2 separate regions of the Mus musculus genome follow, and region 1 is linked to region 2. The links are chromatin contacts, called in public HiChIP or PLAC-seq maps. All regions are on one chromosome and are shown on one strand. Each heading gives the region's core, a stretch centred on a gene start, on an enhancer-like site or on the middle of the called end of the contact. The rest is flanking DNA. Distances are from core to core; before and after follow the strand shown. Region 1 holds the start of Syndig1 (synapse differentiation inducing 1). Region 2 has its middle 55 kb from the start of Cst10.

Evidence for each region. HiChIP or PLAC-seq counts read pairs in DNA pulled down with a chosen protein or histone mark.
Region 1: a contact with region 2 is called in a RAD21 HiChIP or PLAC-seq map of pro-B cells, with 6 times the contacts expected there. The contact joins the promoter of Syndig1 here to the enhancer-like site in region 2. A contact is called at or near these places in 5 of 39 promoter capture datasets (3T3-L1-derived adipocytes, the C10 cell line, the HPC-7 cell line and 2 more), 1 of 15 datasets of contacts at CTCF or cohesin (pro-B cells), 3 of 484 Hi-C or Micro-C datasets (cerebral cortex and embryonic stem cells) and 2 of 115 datasets of contacts at active chromatin or transcription factors (embryonic hindbrain and large pre-B cells).

The regions. Positions count from the first base shown.
Region 1 is chr2:149,828,663-149,833,061 of GRCm38.p6, reverse strand. Syndig1 (synapse differentiation inducing 1) reads right to left here and starts at 2,279. Exons shown (of 4, transcript NM_001085521.2): 1 at 2,137-2,279.
Region 2 is chr2:149,348,418-149,352,970 of GRCm38.p6, reverse strand. No RefSeq gene overlaps it. Among named protein-coding and RNA genes, the nearest start is that of Cst10, 55 kb to the left of the region's middle. Within about 2 kb of position 2,525, at least 3 of the 459 cell types and tissues checked have an H3K27ac peak or open chromatin away from gene starts, as enhancers often do. A contact at or near this core is called in pro-B cells, where this site is marked.

The DNA.
Region 1 (4,399 bases), core at 1,030-3,529, 480 kb before region 2:
AAAAATACAATTTAACAGCAATATAATTTATTATTTTAACCAATACATTTGCTTTGTTGGATACATTCATACATTCATAATTGTATAGGCTTACAGACACCAAATGATGCTATGATTTATTTGTATAATGTGGAATCACCGAATATTCCTCCCCTCAGTCATCCTTTTGGGAATAGATTTTGAAGTCTTTCCCAAACAAGGCCTCCAGGACTCTGAGAAACAAGGAGGAGGCGGCCAAGGCCAAGGGCATCTCTCTACCTTTCCATATCATTGAAGATTTCTGTAATAGGAAAGTTTGAAGTGCTTCCTTCCTGCTCCCTCTTCCCTGGTACCACAGTACCCTCTCTCACTGAAAAGGGGCAGCTAATTTACTATGAGTCCTCTCTGCAGGGGCAGGCAGTGGGGGCAGGGTGAGAAGGGCATCTGATCACTTACAGAGACAAGCTTGTCCCAGCAAAAGGCTAAAGTGTTCCTAGGTGCGAGAGAAGGAAGCAAAGAGGAAAGAAAGATGCTTTCTCACACATCCACAGGCCCCGCACCTGTGGTCTAAAACTTCGAAACGGCGGTCAAAGGCATGAGCAACTTCTCTGAAAATTCCCCTCAGCTTCTCCCCTCCTCCAAACAGACACCAGGCTACAGACACTTTTATCAGGACCCCCTTTCCCCTCTTTGAAACCACTTCTCTGCAAACACCCAAGCTGCAGACACCTTGACAAAGAAAAATCCACAGGCTCTGAGATATGTTAGGAGGTTGTTACCCCCTGCACCGTCCCCCCCTCCATCCCCCACACCGCTCAAGCTGCAGGTCTGCGCAGTTCGCAGCCTGATGGTTACCACCTCGCGGCTCTGCAGAAGAGGGCCCTAGAGATGCATGTCCCGCTGCCTGATTCTAAACAGAAAAACAGCCCCTAGGTATTTGTCAGACCCCTACGTCCCCCAAACAGCTAAACTGAGACCACTGTTTGCTGCACCAAAAACCCTGGTGAGACTATGAAAGACACAGGCAACCCAGTTCTTGCCCGCAGCGCAGAGGCGCCACCTCCACATCAAACACCGCAGGAGTGTGGTGCGCACCTTAAGTCTGAGGCACCGTGTGCCTGCGCTTCTGCTAGCAGAACACCCCACAGAAAATGAGGAATACCAGAAGACCCCTTCTTGTGGTCCTTTAGTAAAGCCAACCAACCCTTATCCTACTTGCCCAAAGCTCAACTGAAGGTTCCTCCACCACACCGCTAGGGTCCAACAAAACAGGCACATGCCCAAAGCCCTTCTTTCTTAAGAAAAGTGTCCAACTCCATGGATGCTCCACTCTCTCCAGTATTTACAGAGAGGACACGAATGAAGTGTAGAAATCACGCCCAGAGACAACAAAATTAGAATCTGAACCCTTTAATCGCATCTGCTTGCGCCCATCTCGGCGCCAGGACTGGCGGCTCCGAGGCTGCAGACTGTCGCGCTGCCAGGGACCGGACAGCTCATAAAAACCGGTCTCGTTTTGGATGGAGGTGAAGGGTTCTAGAAGTCCGGTCTTCCGCTCAGGTAACCGATTGTGCACCCACCCACCCCAATCCTGATGCTCTGGAACTCTACATTCTCTTTCCCCTCGGCCCTTTGCTTTCCTGTCCCATGTGGACCTCACTGACTGCCACCTCCGCGGATGCCTTTCTCGCCAGCCCCTCTTGGACTCAGCTAGGTAGCTCCAGGGACTGGTCGGTATCATCTAGGTGTTCCAGTACACCGGCCTGGCCCCCAGCAGCCTGGCTTTGCCGAACTCAAGACACAGACGCACTAGCTCTAACCGACGTCGCACAGCAGCCCCTTCACGCCGCCTGGGTACCCAAGGTGGCAAGGCGCCAAGTCGCACCCTGGGCCGGTATTACCAGTTCCTGTCCTCTCTGCATCTTCCCCGTCAGGCGCCATCTCCCCTCTCTCGGGGCGACACTGTGTCTCCCTAGTCCGGCCACTGCGACCCTTCAGGACTTACCGCGGCCGGCACACCATCACCGCCGCCTGGTCTGCGCGCTGCGAGGCGGAGCAGGACACCCGCCTGCGCCAGGGCATCCTCTCGCGCCCGCCACACCCGCCCACTCCGGTGGCCCGGGGTCCTCCCGCGCAGCTCTGGTGCTCGGGACTTACCTCCGGGACAAGGTGACCCGGCTGGTGCGCCCAGGCGGCCGCCCGCGCGTCTCGAGAGCCGGGAAGCGTGAGGGGCGCGGGGCGGTGCGGAGCCCGCCTCTGCTTCTGGGCTCGTGGCTCTCCGCCTCTGCCCTCCCCTGCGCGCAGCTTCCCCCGCCGCTCCCCTCCTTGGATCACTGCCAGCGCCCTGGGCTGCCCCGAGCACACAGTTCCCGAGAGCCGAACACAGGGCTGCGGCGCCACCCTTCCAGAACCCGGTCCTCTTGGCCCCTAGGAGCACAAAGGGCGCGGGCTGAACTAGGGGTGACCCGGGATGTGCCGTTCCACTCTTTGGTCTCGCGGAGCCTGGCGACTTGTGTGCAAGAGTATGCGGCCGCGGTCCCCGGGAGAAGGTGGCCGTGAGGAAGAGGAGGGGGAGAGAGAGCGGCAGCACACGAAGGTGGCCACTAACTTTGCTCCAGGCTAGCTGTGCCCTCGCCAGTGATAGCGGCTGGCGGGTGGCCGGGGGCTAGTGTCTGGAAACGTTGGGGCGACTGAGATGGGGGAAGGGGGACTGCCACTGGGAACTAGGAGGACAAGAATTAGCCGCCGACTGTGGAAACGGTGGCTTCCCTTGGTCCTAAAAGACCTCCCAGGCTCCAGGTCGACTTGAGGTTCAGAAGGTTTCTCTGGACACTGTAGGTTCAGAGAAAGACCCACGTCCTGACCAGCAGAAGGAATAAAGACAGAGACCAGCCTGAAATCGGTACTCTGGGACTCAAGCCTGTAGCTCGGACCAACACCATTGTAGGTGCACTGCGGGTGGCCCCATGGTAGTTGCTGTGGAAGGAAACTGGGCCGACGACGCCTTGGGGGTGGGGCAGAGTGGTGGCTTGGAGTAGGTCGAGGAGAGCCCTAGTAGAGCCGCCTACGAAGACAATCTACATTTCAAACGTTGGGGAAAATCATGCTCGAGTGGGCGTGTTTTCCTTACAGATTTTATAGAGAAGGAATTAGAAAATTCGCCAAAAAGAGGATCAAAAGTTGTCTTATCTGAATGACCCCCTTTCAAAACAAGGGAAAATTCACCTTGCTTCAGCTCTCCCAAACCCAAACTTTTTCTCCCTGGGGAGTCAACATTGCTAATTCCCTAGTGGTTCCTTGGATCTATAGCTATCTTGTATAGATTCCTGCCCCTTGCCTCAAAACCAAGATTTTGCCCCCAGAAACTGCCGCATCTAGCCAAGTAGAATTTGGAGTGTCAGAGTTGGAGGTAGCTCAAATCCTGCCTGGGAGCCCTGTGCAGCACTTGGCTTCTGGGGACCTTTAGCTGTACATAGAAAACAAAAAAATCAGATTTGGATGGCTTAGGAAGGAGGTTGAGCTGATTAGTGGACCCAGGTGTGTTCAGAGAAGCTCCTTGCTTGGGTTCATCTGAACGTCTTCTTTACATCTAAATATCACACTCATTCTCAACTTCTGCAGCAGCTAGGCACCTGGCTTTCTTCTACTGGTTGCTCTGAGCTCCAGGCAGCTCTTTTATCTGGGACAGCCTGAAAAGGACATTGTGAGTATCCCCCATTTAGTATCTCTTAAATTAACAGAAACTGTCAGCCTTACCTCTCTCTGTAAAACAGCTTATGGTCTCTGGTTCCTTCCTGAACAGAACATTCTCTGCTCTCCTGTGAACTGCTAGGCTGAGCATCCATTGTTAGAGCCATGCAGGATGCAGAATCAACACTGCTGTTTGTCTATTGAAGAGATGGAGACTTGAAAGGCTGAGAGAGTCTTGTCTCCCAAACTGCCGGGGTCACCTACAACTATAATTCATTCTCTGTGTCTAAGCCAAGCTATCTTGGTAGTCAGCCTTTAGGTTGCCTTAGAGGTTCACTTGGGTTTGCCAGAGCATCTGCTTGGTTTACAACTGCTAGAATTTTAAAGCGAGTTTTCCCCCCAAAATTGCAGTCAGGTAACTTGTCAAATGTAGGGTTAAGACTCACCATGGATCCCAACTGTCTCTGTGTTACCTCCAAATAGAACAATGGCCTCCAGGGTTGAGTCCCTGTGACCTGCCTCTATGTGTTAGATATTGCGAAAATTTTCCATGGATGATTTACTGGGTCTGCATAGGAACACAGGCATTTATTCACAGATGGACAGCATTTTCCAGCCTTTGGTTGTCTGGATAGGTAGGTAGATAGATAGATAGATAGATAGATAGATAGATAGATAGATAGATAGATAGTATGTGTGTTTCTGTGTGTGTGGTGTGCGTGTTTGAATT
Region 2 (4,553 bases), core at 1,276-3,775:
AGTGTGTGGGCAGGTATCAGTCAGCTGATCTGACTCAAGTAGAAAGCAGATCAGAAGAAAAGTGGAGCTCAGGGGATGGGGAGGGGGTCTGTCCCATATCAGCTGGGTCCCTGGTTATCCCAGCTGGTGTGCATATTTGGGCAAGATTTTCACCTGTGTCTTTGGTTACTGAGGATCTCCTGGGAGGCACACAGGCTGTAATGTGTAGGCCCCATTTCCTCTTTATCTTCAGCCAAGTTCTTTGGACAGGGGTAGATGGTAGCCAAATTATTTAATAAAACAGCACAGGAATGGCCTCTAGCTTAATTGTTAATATTGTTCAAATCTTAAACCTCTTGAGCTGGTAGTCTTCAGTGCACTTTGCTCTCAGCACTACTATGTTTTAGGTTCCTATCAGAATGGTCTGATAATTTTGCTCAAAGCATCAAAACACTTTTCTAGTCCAAAGTGTCAAGGTCTTCCACTTACTTCAGAAAAACTATACAGTCAGGTTCTGTTCCTACTCTTGGTACTGACTTCTGTTTTGGTTATATTTCTGTTGTTATGATACTGTCACCCAAAGTGACTTAAGAAAGAGAGAGTTAATTTGGACTTAGTGATCCAGAGATATTAGACACTTCTGTGGAAAGAACATTTGGCTCTAAACAACATGTATGGAGGCAGGTGTTGGAAGCTGAGAGATCACACCTTCTGCACACATGAAGCAGAACAAGTGAACTCAAAACAGACAAGCATATGACTTCTCCATGTCAACTCTAAATATTATGCTTCTTCCTGTGATGTTATACCCTTTCCCAAACAGTACCAACAACGAGTTTAGATACGACATCCTAAGGAGGACATATATCATTCAAACCATCATAGCAGACACTTTCCACTTTTCATACAACATATAATGAATTATTATAACTTTTAAAATCCTTTTTATTATATATTTTCTTCATTTACATTTCAAATGCTATTCCCTTTCCTTTCACTGATAAGTGGATATTAGCACAGAATTATTATGCCTTTAAGACACTGAACTCACGTTAGTATATAAAGTTGGAAAAATTTGGGGACTTAAGTGATACATTAAACTCCCAGGCAGTTATTTACTTCCTAATTGAAATGAATATATATGATTCTGGAAAGATGGCTTAGTCAATAAAATGCTTGCTTTAAAAGAATGAGGATCTGAATTCAATTTGCAGAACAGTTTAGTGCATCTCTCAACTGTGCTCAGAGAAGCTTCTTTATACAGTAGATTGCAATTATCACAGAGACCCACAGTTGGTGAAGGTGAAGAGAATAGGGTTATGGAAACTTAGCCTTATAGGGAACATCTTCAGAACAAGGGACTCAGAAATTCTGTTTTTATTAATCATTTATGTGCTTTGGTCTCTCTCCAGTTCTGGTATAGTGTGAACTTGGAATTGTTTTTCTCCTTAAGTGAACATCTTCCTTGTCTGTTTCCCTTTCTGTTACTATCCATGTGCCTCAGTTCAAATCTTTGTTCCAGGGCATAATAACCTGGAAATATTACTGACTTCAGTTATGCACCTGTAACAGTGAGACCAGAAGCTATGTGGTACTACTCCTGACATTTTTCAAGAATGTTTTGGCTACTTTTGTTACTGTTCTTTTCTTCTCCCTTTCTCTAGACTTTTCAGCAATCCTGGTCATATTCAGTGTGGATTTCTGTGGCTTTTTCATACTTTCTGTCTTTAGAACAGCTTCTCTTCTTTCTTATTCTGACTCTTCCACTACACTCTGTTATATAGAAATACCATATGCCCAGAACACTAGAAGTTTGAAATGATAGTTAACTCCATAAACCAACTGAACACCATATTTGTCGTGATTAGATCAGCTGAAATCTCCAGATGAAAGGAAATGTATAGATAGGTGACTCATACTCCAAGACAGGGACAAGAGATCCTAACAAACGTGGAAATACCCCACTTTGTTCTCACAAAGGGCACACATAATTGTCGTACTGAGGACAATTGGAAAACATTAACATTGATTAGCAGAACTACCAAGTGCTGTGGAAAAGCACTGGGAAATAAGTGCTTTGTCACATAGCTTTTAGGGAGAACTCTAAACATAAAAGCAGCATTTTATAAGCAGTTTCTGCAAGGGAATATGAGGTTTTGAAAAAATGTAAACTATGATCTCTCTCTCTCTCTCTCTCTCTCTCTGCTACTCTGAGAAGTTCCTGTCTTTCACTGTGGTTAATTTTACACTACTTACATTTACTGAAAGTTCTCATTGAGGACTTCCTGGTGGATCTAGGAAAAGAAAGAAGTTGTGGTAGGGGAGGGTACTGCCATCTGCAAATACATGCTATGGTTATTGAAGCCTAGTATCACCAGTTATCCCAGAGAAGCACTGGCAGATATTTAGACAGATACCTTCTGTGACTGTAAGAAGTCACCAGGGCATGTTATATAGCAAAGCTCCACCATTTACAGTAAACCCCGATTGCTTCTCATACGTCGAGGTGAGATGGATTGTGAGATCTGGAGACAGGGGTTCATGAGAAGATCAAGGGTGCCATCTGGTGGTCATATGTGTAAGTTCCAGGTGCAGTTCATCCTGGGGACTAGTTCTGAAAGGATTATCAGCAGTTCTTCTGGGTCTTGCAAATCATTTGACTGTGGATTCAGAACATGCCCTGCAGAATCTTGAGTTACTGCCCCTTTGTGGGCCAGGAGACATTGACAAGTATTGAGCAGGTAGTGTGTAAAAGCAGGAAGATGCAATAAAGGACAGCAAAATGCATTAATTCAAAACAATTATAGATATTTATCATGAGATGAACACCTTAAGTAATTTAGAAGAGTGGAGGAGGCCCCAATTGTTATCTCTGAATTATTAGTTATTGACAGAATTTTTAAAATTTTATTTATTTATTTATTTTCATTACTTTTTTAATTTTATTTTTATTAGGTATTTATTTCATTTAATTTCCAATGCTATCCCAAAAGTCCCCCACACGCTCCCTGACCCACTCCCCCACCCACCCACTCCCACTTCTTGGCCCTGGCGTTCCCCTGTACTGAGGCATATAAAGTTTGCATGAGCAATGGGCCTCTCTTTCCAAGATGGCCGACTAGGCCATCTTCTGATACAAATGCAGCTAGAGACACGAGCTCTGGGGGGTACTGGGTAGTTCATATTGTTGTTCTACCTATAGGGTTGCAGATCCCATTAACTCCTTGGTTACTTTCTCTAACTCCTCCATTGGGGGCCCTGTGATCCATCCAATAGCTGACTGTGAGCATCCACTTCTGTGTTTGCTAGGCCCCGACATAGGCAAACAAGAGACAGCTATATCTGGGTCCTTTCAGCAAAATCTTGCTAGTGCATGCAATGGTGTTAGCATTTGGAAACTGATTATGGGATGGATCCCCGGATATGGCAGTCTCTAGATGGTCCATTCTTTTGTCTCAGCTCCAAATTGTGTCTCTATAACTCCTTCCATGGGTGTTTTGTTTCCAATTCTAAGAAGGGGCAAAGTGTCCACACTTTGGTCTTCATTCTTCTTGAGTTTCATGTGTTTCACAAATTGTATCTTATATCTTGGGTATTCTAAGTTTCTGGGCTAATATCCACTTATCAGTGAGTACATATTGTGTGAGTTCTTTTGTGATTGGGTTACCTCACTCAGGATGGTGCCCTACAGGTCCATCCATTTGCCTAGGAATTTCATAAAATCATTCATTTTAATAGCTGAGTAGTACTCTATTGTGAAAATGTACCACATTTTCTGTATCCATTCCTCTGTTGAGGGGCATCTGGGTTCTTTCCAGCTTCTGGCTATTATAAATAAGGCTGCTATGAACATAGTGGAGCATGTGTCCTTCTTACCAGTTGGAACATCTTCTGGATATATGCCCAGGAGAGGTATTGCAGGATTCTCCAGTAGTACTATGTCCAATTTTCCAAGGAACCAACAGACTGATTTCCAGAGCGGTTATACAAGCTTGCAATCCCACCAACAATGGAGGAGTGTTCCTCTTTCTCCACATCCTCACCAGCTCTCCTCTTGCAGGGCAGGTGGACAGATATCTGGCACTTGGACCTGCATCCTGGCAGAAGATGAAGGCCCGAAACTGGGCTTGTCCCAGAATCTGTGTAGCTTCTGTAGTCCAAACTCTCACCTATGCAGACTAGTCTTGGTGGGATCCGGAAACCAGGATGGCTCCCCCAGGTGCTGTGGCAAAGCCTTCCTGTGCGGTGTGGACACCTCTGCTCTGGCAGGGAAGGTGCCTGGATGTCTGGAGCCTGAAATGGGGTCTGCTTCAGAAGGTCTGTGGCTTCTGCCTGTCCCAGAAGCTGTTAGCTTCTGTAGTCCACACTCTCACCTGCACAGACTAGTCTCAGCGGAATCTGGGCACCAAACCAATTATTTATTTTAAGAAGACTAGCACTTATCATCAAGAAGATATGCTTGGAGTATAGACTGGGCAGATTTAGATTTATTCCCATTAGACAAGCAAAAATACCTAAAATTATTATTACAGGTACATGATTATGTTTGATCAACCCACATTTTTCAAATATAT